Regions from separate parts of the Mus musculus genome. Here region 1 is linked to region 2. Evidence: chromatin contacts called from public HiChIP or PLAC-seq data. All regions are on one chromosome and are shown on one strand. Each heading gives the region's core, a stretch centred on a gene start, on an enhancer-like site or on the middle of the called end of the contact. The rest is flanking DNA. Distances are from core to core; before and after follow the strand shown.

Region 1 (6,689 bases), core at 2,800-5,299, 200 kb before region 2:
ATTATGAATTTTCATTCCAGTGTATTACACTGACACACGCTCCTCTCCCCACCCCAGCCCGCAAGCCCCCTGCTCATTACTTTAAAATTTTTTTTTATAATTTTTGGATACATTTACATTTCTCCCTTCTCTCCTTGTAAACCAATGGTTTTCAACCTTTGGGGTTACGTATCAGATATCCAGCATATCAGATATTTACATGATGATCAATAACAGTCAGAAGATACAGTTCTGAAGTGGTAACAAAATAATTTCATAATTGTGGATCACCCACAGCATGAGGGATCCTATTCAAAGGTCACAGCCTTAGGAAGGTTAATAACCACTGCTCTAAATCCTGCCACTCTCCTTTCCATCCTGTTCTCTCTTTTCTTTAGGATTCTTAACTATAACCTGCTCGGACTGTATAATGTTATTGTATGTATGTATGTATGTATCGCTATGTGTATGTATTCTTATGTATGTTTTACATTGGTACTGCTCTTCCCTGGAGAAAACTACTTCTCCCTCATTCAGCTTTCATTGAGTGCCAGGATTCTTTGTGTAGGACTCAGGCCTTGTGGGCTCTTCCCTGTCCATGCTGGCATGCTCACTGCTGTCATCCTTGTTCAGCGTTTGGACAGGCATATTGGCAAACCTCTATGGGTTGAACTTCACTTTGTCAGACCTAAGTGATAGAGAAAAGGGAGAAAGAAAGGAGATTGGAAATAGTCTACACCTACATAGCTTTCTTTGTGAAAAAAAGAACTGTTATCCTACTAAGAGTTTCTTGGCTGGAAGTTAATGACATCTTGAGAATACCACTTAGTATTCACATCTCTTGGTATAGGGCTGTTGTTGCACTGGATGACTTTATGAGTTACTTGGGAGGATATTGGAAACTCTTCTTCATCTCAAAGTTCAGAAGGTAGAGTGTCTAGAGTTCTCTATTTGATAACTGGTTTGTTCCCATTTTTGAAAAACTCTCCTCTGGCCTTTGTATTAGGTCCTTAGAGAATGATCTATCTGTGACATTGACTTTGGACCACAGACTCTCTTTGGGTTCAGATGATGAAGCAGATCTGGTCAAAGAACTCCAGAGTATGTGTTCCAGCAAATCTGAGTCTGATATAAGTAAGGTAAGCATTCCCCAGGTGCACGGTCATTGGCTCTGTCCAGTAGAGATGTGACTTTACAACAGGATGCTGGGAGCCACATCCTAAAATTCATCCTCTAAATGAAGTGTCTTATCAGGTATCATTGTTGATGCTATAGATCGAGTCATCCTTTGCTTTGCTCAGAAAGCTTTGCTTGGATTCATTTCTCCCAAGCCATTGGATAGTAATAGGGGCTTTGCTGTTCTCTGAAACACCTGAACTTAAAATTGTGTATTAATTGTATCAGCACAAATCAAGCCAGCATATCTATTTGAGCAGACTTTTGATTTGGGGAAGGTGTGTGTGTGTGTGTGTGTGTGTGTGTGTGTGTGTGATATGGGGGGGGGTAAAACCTGGGGTTTGCATGCTAGACAAGTGTTCTACCCCTGAGCTGCATCCCGTCTTCATGTTTTGATATAGATTCTCTCTACTATGTTAGCTTAGACAACCCTTGAACCCAGTGTCTGTCTCCGTAAGTAGCTTTATACAAAAGCCTAAGTTTGAGTTTTTCAGACACTATCATCGCCAATTTTAGTACATAAGCTATATATAGGTAAGATACAAGCTTCATAGAAGATCCTGAATCTATGAACCTGTTATAGACAGAGTTGCAGCAACATTCTTTACAAATAAGGAAAAGGGTGATCCCATATAATATGTATTGTCATGGTCTTTAAGCTGTGAAACTTGAGAACCAGATAGAGAAACCAGTTACCTGAAATCTCAAGGAAAACATTAATAGCATCAAGTTGAACCTGTTTTGGCACTCTTGTGTCTGCAGTACGTTTGTCCAAGCCTCCTCCATAAAAACTTTTACTTGAAAGGGAACAAAGATATAATGTAGTGTAGATCCAGTGACAGATTCAACGATTTCAGATGAACACTTAAACTCTCTAGGAAAAGTAAAAGTGGCTGCTTTATTCAACCTTACTGGAAATAAACTAAAATCCTTATCTACAGCAAAAATGAAATAATGACTCACATACTAATTTTTTTTGTCCTGACTCGCCAAGTAGATTCTTCTCCTTTTTTTTTTTTTTTAATCCTCTGCTTTCTATAAGAGATACCTTTTTAATAGACTTTTTGTCTTTGGTTTAAAAAATGTCGTTTGAGCAGGACAGTCTAGAGACATCTTCTCTAGAAGTTTTCCAAGTTAGGGAAGTGGGTGTCTGCCCTACTGTGGCTTCTCCGTCGAGGTGCTTGGCTCTGTTTCAGGCGAGCCACAGTGCATCAGTGGAGGATGGACTTGGTGGCTTGTGTCTTGGAGGATGGACTTGGTGGCTTGTGTCTTTTCAGATTGCTGATTCCAGGGATGACTTGAGGAAGTTTGATAGTTCAAGAACCAACCCTGGGACTTCAGCACCTCTTAACCTGAGGACACCAGTGCCACAGAAGGTAAATGTTTTTCTTTCCAAAAGGAGAGACAAAGGGCTTGTTGCGGAACTGACTTTTCAACTCTGTAATTTACACGGAGAGAAGAAATAGGAAAAAGTGTACAAATTAAGATTTTAAAATGTTCTGGTAATATGCTGATCTGACTTTTTCTTACCGTTTGATATTGTATTTCTAAATGTTGTGTCTATCTTAAAATCTTTGTCTCCATTTCTGTTTAACAAACAGCTTAAGATTTCTTGCCTTGGGTGCATCTTGAGTTAAATACTGCAGAGGCTGAATGGTAACATAAAGAGCTTAGACACTTACAAACTCTCATTTTCTTAGAGTTTTAGTGAGAGACCGTCTTTCAAAAAATCAAGTCAGAGAGGCAAACAGAAGGGCCAAGGTTTCTGTGGATTGTGTTAGCTCCCATAAGGGACAGAACAACTCGGTCTTCTGGGTGAACAGGAACCTTGGATAAAATCCTGCCCATCCACTGCTTTGTGAGGGTGTACAGGACCTAGAGGCACTTAGTAATACATGGTTTGTGTTCAATAAGCTCCATTGCGTCCCCCTTCCCTTCCTGTTCACATCTACCCCCACAATGGCTCACAAAGACCTGTGTGTGCAAGGAGAGGTGGGGCAGGTTTTAAAGTGGGCATGGTGTAACTATTAAATGACTAATCTTTAGCTGGTTAGCCTACAGTCCTGGGTCCACAGCTTCTGCTGCTGTGGTTCATTAGTTCTGGTTAGTGGTATCTGTATTGAAAGGAAGGAAGTGGGCTAAAGGCCCTAATAAGATACAGAACATGCTATAAAGACCTCTCTGCCTGCCAGGAGCATTTGGTTTGAAAATATTTTGTTTAGAGTTTGTCTTTCTGCCATATTTAAGTCCTTAATTCACTGTCCATGTGTGACAGTTTCTCTGAGCTTTGGTTGGTCCCCTAGAACCACTCTTTAGGATTCATTGTATGGCATAGAGAAATAGGCCCAGAACATCTCAAGAAATGGAATAATGAGCACTACTGAACAATTTCCCCCTAGTACCAAGTCATTTCTTATATGACTATATTGTTGTCTGTTCACTATAGAAATGGCTCAGTGGTAGAGTGCAGTCCTTTCTTAGCACAGATAAATCTTTGGGTTCAAATTCTGACACTGAAAAAAAATGTTAGACAATGTTGCTTTTTGTTTAAATGTCTGATAGACAAACCTTATTTTTCTACTACAAGCCATTATCCATAAAAATATGGGGCTGAAAATAATGCAAGCTACGGGCAGAGACGAAGCTTTGTTTTAGAAGGGAGCTTGAGGTGTCCTTGATCTTGCCTGGCCTCTTAAGAACTCTGTGCAGGTGGCTGTGGGTTTTAAGAGAGCCGCATCCTGCTTTCTTCGGGGCAGTTCCCATCTAGAGGATGCTTTTCTCAGGAGCTGCCAGCAGAGGGCAGAATCCCCCAGCTGTCTGGAAGCTGGCAGAGTCCTTCCTTCTCTATCTTGTTTACAACGCACCTGGCATTTCTTGGTTCCACGCCCAGTTTCTCCTCTTATCAGGAAATAACTCCCTTCAGAGGTGAGAGCACTCTGGATTAACTGAAATTACTTTCTCCTTCATGGCCAGAAGGCATACTCCGTCAGGAACCTGCTCCTCCTGGCCCTGTGTAACTCTCTGACAGTGAAGGACTGTAACTATTTCTTAAGCAAAACAGCAAAACACGCAAATCATCAATATAAATGACAAATACTGTAAATGTTTTTCTATTTTCTAAATGACGTAAATTCAGACTAATCTTCATCTCTGGTGACATAATGTCACCAGAGACATCTACTTCAAGCTTTTTGGTAAATCTCCACTTCCTGAACTCTGCCCTCTAAATGTTCTGGTGTAATTAGACTAAGATACAGACAGGACTCTTGATCTCATGTGTAGCCAGGCATGATATCCAGTGCTCTAAGATATAGCTTTTGTCTTTTACTTTCTACATGCCTTCTTTATTCCCACATATATTTTCAGGGGCTGCTATTCTTTCATCTAACTTTTCCACTTGTGAATTGTATCCTCCCCACCTCCACTTTTCATTCCCTTCTCCTCTAACACCCCACCCCTGACACAGTCCTATCTGCTGGAAGCAACCTGTCTCTCCCTTTAGCATCAAGAGAGATCGTCATATCTTTTTTTAAAATTTTTTATTAGGTATCTTCCTCATTTACATTTCAAATGCTATCCCAAAAGTCCCCCATACCCACCCCCCCACTCCCCTACCCACCCACTCCCCCTTTTTGGCCCTGGCGTTCCCCTGTACTGGGGCATATAAAGTTTGCAAGCCCAATGGGCCTCTCTTTCCAGTGATAGCCGACTAGGCCATCTTTTGATACATATGCAGCTAAAGACAAGAGCTCCGGGGTACTGGTTAGTTCATATTGTTGTCCCACCTATAGGATTGCAGTTCCCTTTAGCTCCTTGGGTACTTTCTCTAGCTTCTCCATTAGAGGCCCTGTGATCCATCCAATAGCTGACTGTGAAGCTTAGAGAAAATGCTTAATATTGCACGAAGGGCTCGCTCAGATTTAAAAATGGTTTGTTTGGGCTACATACTTAAAACAACTTTATGAAAATAAATTAAAGTTTTCGTTAGAGGATTGTACTGAGACCTTGGGAGCTTTAGGGCAAAAAGGTTTAAACAGTCCTTAAGGCTCCTATTTGGGGATCTTTGGGAAAGATACCCTAAAATGATGCTTGGCTGCCAGAGTGCTGGGAACATCATTCCTTCACTCCCTGTAAGCATGTTTTCCGATTTGCATACTCAGACTTTGAATTTCTGTGACTACACTAAGCCCAAGTCAGCTTCCACGTACTTAGCCCCTCCTGATAACTCCAGAATCTCACTCAGGCTGGACTCCCCAAACATATTCTAGCTGTTAGAATTTTTAGTAAATTATGTAGTCATTCTGCTTGTCTTTGTGATACAGATCAAAGGACAGAATTAAAAATAATACACTACAGAGCTGGACAGATGGCTCAGCAGTTAAGGGTACTGACTGATATTCCAGGGGACCAGGTTTCAAGTTTTAGTAGTCACATGGCAGCTTACAAGTATCTGTAGCTCGAGGATCATCCCACACCCTTACACAGATATACACACAAGTAAAGCACCAATGTATACCCCCCCAAAAAAAAACCCACCACCACATTATCTCCTTTCCCATTTGGTGTCTTGGTATTAACCCTGTATTTTATCAGAGATAATGCATCAAAAATGGTGACATTCCCATTTACATTCTATATTATAGGTAGGTACTGTGATTGATATATTTTTTAAACATGATCCCCCTGGCTTTTGTTATGCCAGGGAGCAAATTCAGGCCCTTTCCCATGCTAGACAGTGGTGTACCACTAAATAACATATACGATCTACTGTATTTTAGACCACATTATCACATAGGCCAGTCCCCAACGTATAATCATCTCAGCTTCACTGACTTCAGCATCAACATAGAAACACACCTCTGTTGTGTCTATAAGAGTGATTCTAGGAAGGTTTAACTGAAGAGAAGAGACACACATAGGAGGTGGATGGCTCCCATCCCCCATAGATGGAAGACCTGGCCCGTAACACAGAAAAGTGGAGTATGATACATAGTCGCTACCCATCACTCTCTACTTCCTAACTTCTTTACAGCAGCCTTTCCCACCTAACTCTGCATCCCTTCAACTCTGAGCCATACGAATCCTTCCTCCCCACAGCTGCTTGGAAGCCATCACAACAATCAGCAGAGTAACTAATGTACCTTAGTAGGGCAATGATTAGGTCCCACGATGTTCCGTTATGGTGTCCTGAATGTGATTTCACAGTTAAGTATCAGGTCAGGATTCTCGATATCTAGTACCCACCAAGCTGGACTGTATTAGTTCTCTTTTGTGTGATGCTGACCAAATCCCTAGCCAGAACAATGTAGGGGAGGAAATATTTATCTCATGCTTTCAGGGGTTTTAGTTCAAGATCTTTTGGCTCATGTATGCAAGCAGAACATCATGGCTGAGGGAGTATGTGGCTGAGGAGAGCTCTGTGCTTCCTATGTAAGCAGAAAGGAAGGAGACAGACAGAAGGATGGACAAGGATCTCCAAGGACCCACCCCTGGGGACCCACTTTTTCCTGCCTAAACCCGACTCCTTGAGTTTT
Region 2 (6,266 bases), core at 1,639-4,138:
TAATCCCAGTGCTGAGAAGGTAGAGTCAGGGAAAGCCCTTGGGTTCACTGGCAAGTCTGTCTAACATAACTGGTGAGATTCAGGCCAATGAGAGACATGACTCAAGAGATGATAGCTTATACTGCACTCTATGGTCATACAAACATGCATACGCGCACATACACACACACACACACACTAACAGGTACACGTTAGGCATAATCTTTTTTCTTAAATCTCTATGAAAGTGTAAAGTTCAAACATTTCTACAAATCAAAGGTTTTTAGGAATTAATTCCACTAATATGTCAATCATAAATTCTGTATAAATATATCACCACTTGTTTTGAAACAACTTATTTCATAAATGTTATCATTACACCTTCAAGTTAATGCATTTATTTTCCATGAAAGTAAAAAAAATTACTTGAAATTTTCATGGTAAAATTATCTTCTGTGTTAGACCAATTCCAATGTCTTTCCATTTTTTTACTTACTGAAAACTTAAAAAAATAAAAAGTACTTAAATTATTATTAAACTTGTTTTGGTTTCTCAGTAACATAATCTAAATAATTAAAATGTTAATTAATATAATCCAAAACCAAGACCATAATAGTAGACACATAGAAGTCAGCTTTTAGGAGTCTTTTATAACCCTAAGCTTGATGGGATAGGTTAAATTCTAAGGCACTGAAGGAGATCTGATGTAAGAGCATGGCTTTCATCTAAGTATCTAACAAGCCCATGCTACGTGAGGCTATCTATCCCCTATGCTAACTTCTCAAGCAAATGGCATAGATACAGGCTATAGTCACAAAAGTGCACCCAGCAGAAATAAACTCACTGTCCTTTACAGTGAGGATCCCAGCACTTCGAGGAATGTAAACATGTAAACAACAGTAAGGGCAGCTAACATGTCCTCAAAGCACAGCATATATTCCTCAACAGACTAACCCATTACATTATGTGTCACACTGACAGACTCCAAGTTGTAGCACTGAAGTCATGCAGAGACACCAAAGGGCTTGCCTACTAAGCAGTAGATCTGCAGCCTGAGTCCAGGCCATGGGAATCCAGGGCCCACTGCCCTGGTCACTAGGCGGCACTGCCTAGTCCAGTGGAGAAAAGGGTTTTACTCTTTGAAAATTAAAGTCCAGAAGGAAGTTTATAATCACTGACTAGTACTTAGCTAAATGTCAGTTCCTATAAATAGTAGGAACTAAACTCTTAAAAACACACCTATTCTTAAAGCAACTGATTATGAAATCATTTGGAGGGCAGAAATGAGTATGTTCTTAACAAATTTCACAGCCATTATAATACATTTCCTTTCCAAATCAGCCTAAGAACATTTGTAAAGCACACTACAATTTATTAGGTGGGTTATAAAAACGGGAAATTTTTGAAACACTTTGATAAGTGAAAAATTTTGAAGTTTCTTACTACTTAGTGGGAAAACCACACAAGAGATATTCATTCTCCTGAAAACTTGCCTTTACAGACACATTGACATTTAGGTTCCTCAATAGGCTTTCATAAAAGCCTCACATGTATGTCAAGTGACATTCTGATTTTGTAAGTAATAAGAAAATAGATCCAGACCGATAAGCTAGATTTATAGATGAAGTAACAAAAGGCACCACAAATATTCATTCTAAAGAAGAAAGCCCTTCCTTCTCTCCCAACCACCGGGGGGAGCTCTCCTGCAGAAGCACTTGTCTTTCCTCAGCCTTGAGCTCTAGACCGGCTGAAAAAGGAACATCAGGAAGACTAAGGCTGAGCCTTGCCCCCTACCCACAGCATAGGGCAGGTTGAGAACATATTCGACACTTATGATACTTCAGTGTGCTGACTCATTGGTGTGTGTGTGGGGGGGGGGGGGTGAGTCAGCTGAGGACCCATGAGCGCTGCTCTTTTCATTCATTCACACTACAGGATCAGAGCAGACGAAGCTCCACGGAGCACTTCAAATACAAAGCGCTTAATTCTTGCCTAGGTCTTCCAACTTAAATTCTAATTTAAAAATCCTATTAGATTGAGGGTTTGGTTTTTTGACAATGTAGGATAAGAGAACAATGTCCTAATTGTCAATTGAATATAGCTTCAGTGGCTAAAACTCTAGTTTCATATCCCCATGGTAACTCACTTTTTTAATGCATTGCTTATATTATTTCTTTTTAAAGTTAGATATTTTAACTGACTTGCTCATTTTTAAAAAGAATAATGTAACTGTGATGAGCATGTTAGACTTACTCAATATTACAACGGCAAAAAGTAAATACAATATAATTCCTGGACTTTTAAAAAAATTCAGTCAACAAATGTTTTCAGAGCACCTATTACACAGGCACTGCACTTGCGGTCAGCTTTTCTTGGAGAAAATAACAGACCAATCTTAGGAATGTTCTATTAAGTACACTTATGAAGTATAACTTTTTTCAGGAAATTAAAAAAATATATATCTATTGCTCCGTAGCATATTTGGCTGTTGCAAGTCTGATTCACAGTTGCAAGTATATTTTGTTCTCTATTCAATCAGCTTCATTTTATTGTACAAAAATGCTTATTTCCTTTAAAGCACTGAATGACAACACACCTTTTAAAACAAAACAAACACAACAAAAATCTCTTCCTGTTTTCCCAAAGTCTGCCCATATTCATTCCCTTCTCCTGCATAGGCACATGTGTCCGTGCAAAGATCCGCTGAGTACCCTCTCACCTGAAGAAGAGTTTGGAGATAAAGCTGGCTTTCTCCAAAGGCGACTTCTGCATGATGTCTCCGTGAGGCAATGAGGTCTGTGTTCGGCTAAATTCAGGTTGGACTCGACATCTGGATATCCAGGACCAGGTCAATGCTTTTGGCTCGTCCCTTTTACTCAGACCTGAGGTGATGTCATTTGCTTCCAATTCCCCCCACCCACTCGGGTCCCACACACCTCCCCTTCCTCAGCCTTCTTCCCCACGCCTCCGCCGCCCAGGTTAAAGCCAGCGCTGCCTAGCCCAGCCTCACAGTCGCTGCTCTCCACGCCCCGCGCCCGCGCCCGCCCCGCGCGCTCCTTGCGCTCCTTCCTCCAGCGCGCCCCGCGCCCGCCCGCCCGCCCGCCGGCGCCACCTTTTCCCTGGCCCTCGGCCTTAGCGCCCGCCCTCCAGATCCCCCCGCGTGCCTACCTTCAGGCAGCCACAGCAACACCGGCTCAGACTGCGGGCCCGACCCTGGGCCCGGGTAAACCGTGGCCAATCTGCGGGACTTAGAACCCTTTTTTCGTGGAAATAAAGACCACTCACTGATCTCCTTGGCTTCCTGGAACCTTTCTCTTCCTTCTCCCTTTCCCTCTCCCTCGTCCTCTCCCCCTTCCTCTTCTCCTCTTTCTCCTTTATCTCTTTCTCCCCCGTCTGTTCCTCTCTCTTTTCTTCCCATTCCTCCCCTGCCTTCATCTCTTTCCTCTTCATCTCTTCCTCTTCCTCCTCCACCTTCATCTCTTTCTCCTTCATTTCGCTCTCCTCTTTCCTCTCTTTCTTCCTCTTTTCTTCCCCTTCCTCTTTCCCTTTCACTCCTCTCTCCTCGTTTTTCTTCTCTTTCACTCCCTCTTTCTCCTGTCTCCTTAGCTCCTGGCTTAGTTACAGATAACTTTTCAAGATCCATTTTGAAAAGGAGATGAAAATGTGGCTCTTTTGTATCAAAGAACACTCAGGAAGCAGCAAGTTCCACAGTACTCTGAGGTGTCCACCTCAGTAAGCCCTTCAAGAGCTGGACAAGACCTAAGCTCTGTTGACTGAAGGCTCTAGAGTAGCCATAGTGGCACAAATACCTATGAGGTATATGTGTGTCATACACATATGTCACAATTCCCTGATATGTCATAATTACAGCAAAGGTCCTACCAAGGAAAGGGAAGCTACTACTTTCCCTTATGAGGTACATGTGTGTCGTACATATATGTCACAATGCCCTGCTGTGTCATAATTACAGCCAAAGTCCTCAAGGACAAAGAGAGCAAAGAGGGCCCTTTACCTCCGGGCCCTGCTCAGTGTGCAGTGTGGTATTTCATGTGTGTGTGCTAAAAAACAACAGGTGGACAGTCTAAACTAAATGACCCTCCTTTCCTTTCCCTAGTCTGCTAAGCAAAATATCTTGACTGAGACACTAAAAGGGCCTCTGAGTCACTGAAGCAAAAGTGTCCTAGTCACTCAAGCTCACAGAGAGAAAAACCTGAGTCTTTAGCTCCCTGGAGGCTTTGGAAGTTTCCCAAGCTGTGCACCTTCCTTCCAAGGTTTTTGGTGTGAGAAATGTGTGTCCAACACAAAACCCTGCTGGGTTGTAAAGAGTCAACACTTAAATATCTAAACCCTGTTTTGCCAAAGCAAGTTAAAATAGAGTTGAATTTTTTTTTTCTTTATTGAAAATTGAACGTTCTTTCTATCCCGGCAGTGGTGACGCACATTTTCAATCCCAGAACTCAACACTCAGGAGTCATAGGCAAGCAGATCTCTGAGTTCGAGGCCAGTCTGGTCTACAGAGCAAATTCCAGGACAACCATGGCAACACAAAGAAACTACGTCTTGAAAAACCAAAATCTGTCGCCATCTTGGTTCCGGGACTCAGCAGAACTTAGGAAATTAGTCTGAACAGGTTAGAGGGTGCGCCAGAGAACCTGACAGCTTCTGGGACGGGCAGAAGCACAGAGCCGCTGAGGCAGCAGCCTGGGCGGGCCGCAGACAACCGGCCACCATCCGGACCAGAGGACAGGTGTCCGCCTGGCTTGGGAGGCGACCTCAGCCTCAGCAGCAGCGGTCGCCATCTGGGTTCCGGGACTCCGCGGGACCTAGGAAATTAGTCTGAACAGGTTAGAGGGTGCACCAGAGAACCGGACAGCTTCTGGGACGGGCGGAAGCACAGAGCCGCTGAGGCAGCAGCCGGGGCGGGCCGCAGATAACCGGCCACCATCCGGACCAGAGGACAGGTGTCCGCCTGGCTTGGGAGGCGACCTCAGCCTCAGCAGCAGCGGTCGCCATCTTGGTTCCGGGACTCAGCAGAATTTAGGAAATTAGTCTGAACAGGTTAGAGGGTGTGCCAGAGAACCGGACAGCTTCTGGAACGGGCAGAAGCACAGAGCCGCTGAGGCAGCAGCCTGGGCGGGCCGCAGATAACCGGCCACCATCCGGACCAGAGGACAGGTGTCCGCCTGGCTCGGGAGACGGCCTCGGCCTCAGGAGCAGCGGTCACCATCTTGGTTCCAGGACTCCCTGGAACTTAGGATTTTAGTCTGCACAGGTGAGAGTCTGCACCACAGAAGCTGACAGCTTCTGGGAACTGCCAAAGCAACACAGTGTCTGAGAAAGGTCCTGTTTTGGGCCTTCTTCTTCGGCCAGGAGGAGGTCCAAATACAAGATATCTGCGCACCTTCCCTATAAGAGAGCTTGCCAGCAGAGAGTGCTCTGAGCACTGAAACTCAGAGGAGAGAATCTGTCTCCCAGGTCTGCTGAGAGACGGTAACAGAATCACCAGAAGAACAATCTCTAAACAGAGTCAACTATAACTACTAACTCCAGAGATTACCAGATGGCGAAAGGTAAACGGAGGAATCCTACTAACAGGAACCAAGACCACTCACCATCATCAGAACCCAGTACTCCCACTTCGCCCAGTCCAGGGCACCCCAACACACCCGAAAACCTAGACCTAGATTTAAAAGCATATCTCATGATGATGGTAGAGGACATCAAGAAGGACTTTAATAAATCACTTAAAGAAATACAGGAGAACACTGCTAAAGAGTTACAAGTCCTTAAAGAAAAACAGGAAAACACAATCAAACAGGTAGAAGTCCTTACAGAAAAAGAGGAAAAAACATACAAACAGGTGATGGAAATGAACAAAACCATACTAGACCTAAAAAGGGAAGTAGAAACAATAAAGAAAACTCAAAGTGAGGCAACACTGGAGATAGAAACCCTAGGAAAGAAATCTGGAACCATAGATTTGAGCATCAGCAACAGAATACAAGAGATGGAAGAGAGAATCTCAGGTGCAGAAGATTCCATAGAGAACATCGGCACAACAATCAAAGAAAATGGAAAATGCAAAAAGATCCTAACTCAAAATATCCAGGAAATCCAGGACACAATGAGAAGACCAAACCTACGGATAATAGGAGTGGATGAGAATGAAGATTTTCAACTTAAAGGGCCAGCAAACATCTTCAACAAAATTATTGAAGAAAACTTCCCAAATATAAAGAAAGAGATACCTATGAACATACAAGAAGCCTACAGAACTCCAAATAGAC

Evidence for each region. HiChIP or PLAC-seq counts read pairs in DNA pulled down with a chosen protein or histone mark.
Region 1: an H3K4me3 HiChIP or PLAC-seq map of intestinal villus epithelium shows a contact between it and region 2, with 11 times the contacts expected there. The contact joins the enhancer-like site here to the promoter of Cftr in region 2. A contact is called at or near these places in 9 of 39 promoter capture datasets (cranial neural crest, embryonic stem cells, epiblast stem cells and 4 more), 6 of 484 Hi-C or Micro-C datasets (cerebral cortex, embryonic stem cells, myeloid progenitors and 2 more), 3 of 115 datasets of contacts at active chromatin or transcription factors (intestinal villus epithelium, large pre-B cells and stem cell-derived neural progenitor cells) and 2 of 9 other capture datasets (adipose tissue and embryonic stem cells).

Annotation. Positions count from the first base shown.
Region 1 is chr6:18,370,366-18,377,054 of GRCm38.p6, reverse strand. It overlaps Cttnbp2 (cortactin binding protein 2), which reads left to right. Exons shown (of 23, transcript NM_080285.2): 21 at 986-1,118; 22 at 2,433-2,531. Among named protein-coding and RNA genes, the nearest start is that of Gm40356, 62 kb to the left of the region's middle. Within about 2 kb of position 4,049, at least 36 of the 459 cell types and tissues checked have an H3K27ac peak or open chromatin away from gene starts, as enhancers often do. A contact at or near this core is called in intestinal villus epithelium and uterus, where this site is marked.
Region 2 is chr6:18,167,309-18,173,574 of GRCm38.p6, reverse strand. It overlaps Cftr (cystic fibrosis transmembrane conductance regulator), which reads right to left and starts at 2,888. Exons shown (of 27, transcript NM_021050.2): 1 at 2,699-2,888. The coding sequence starts at 2,751. RefSeq lists silencers at 2,447-2,687, 3,237-3,607 and promoters at 2,737-2,970, 2,737-3,873.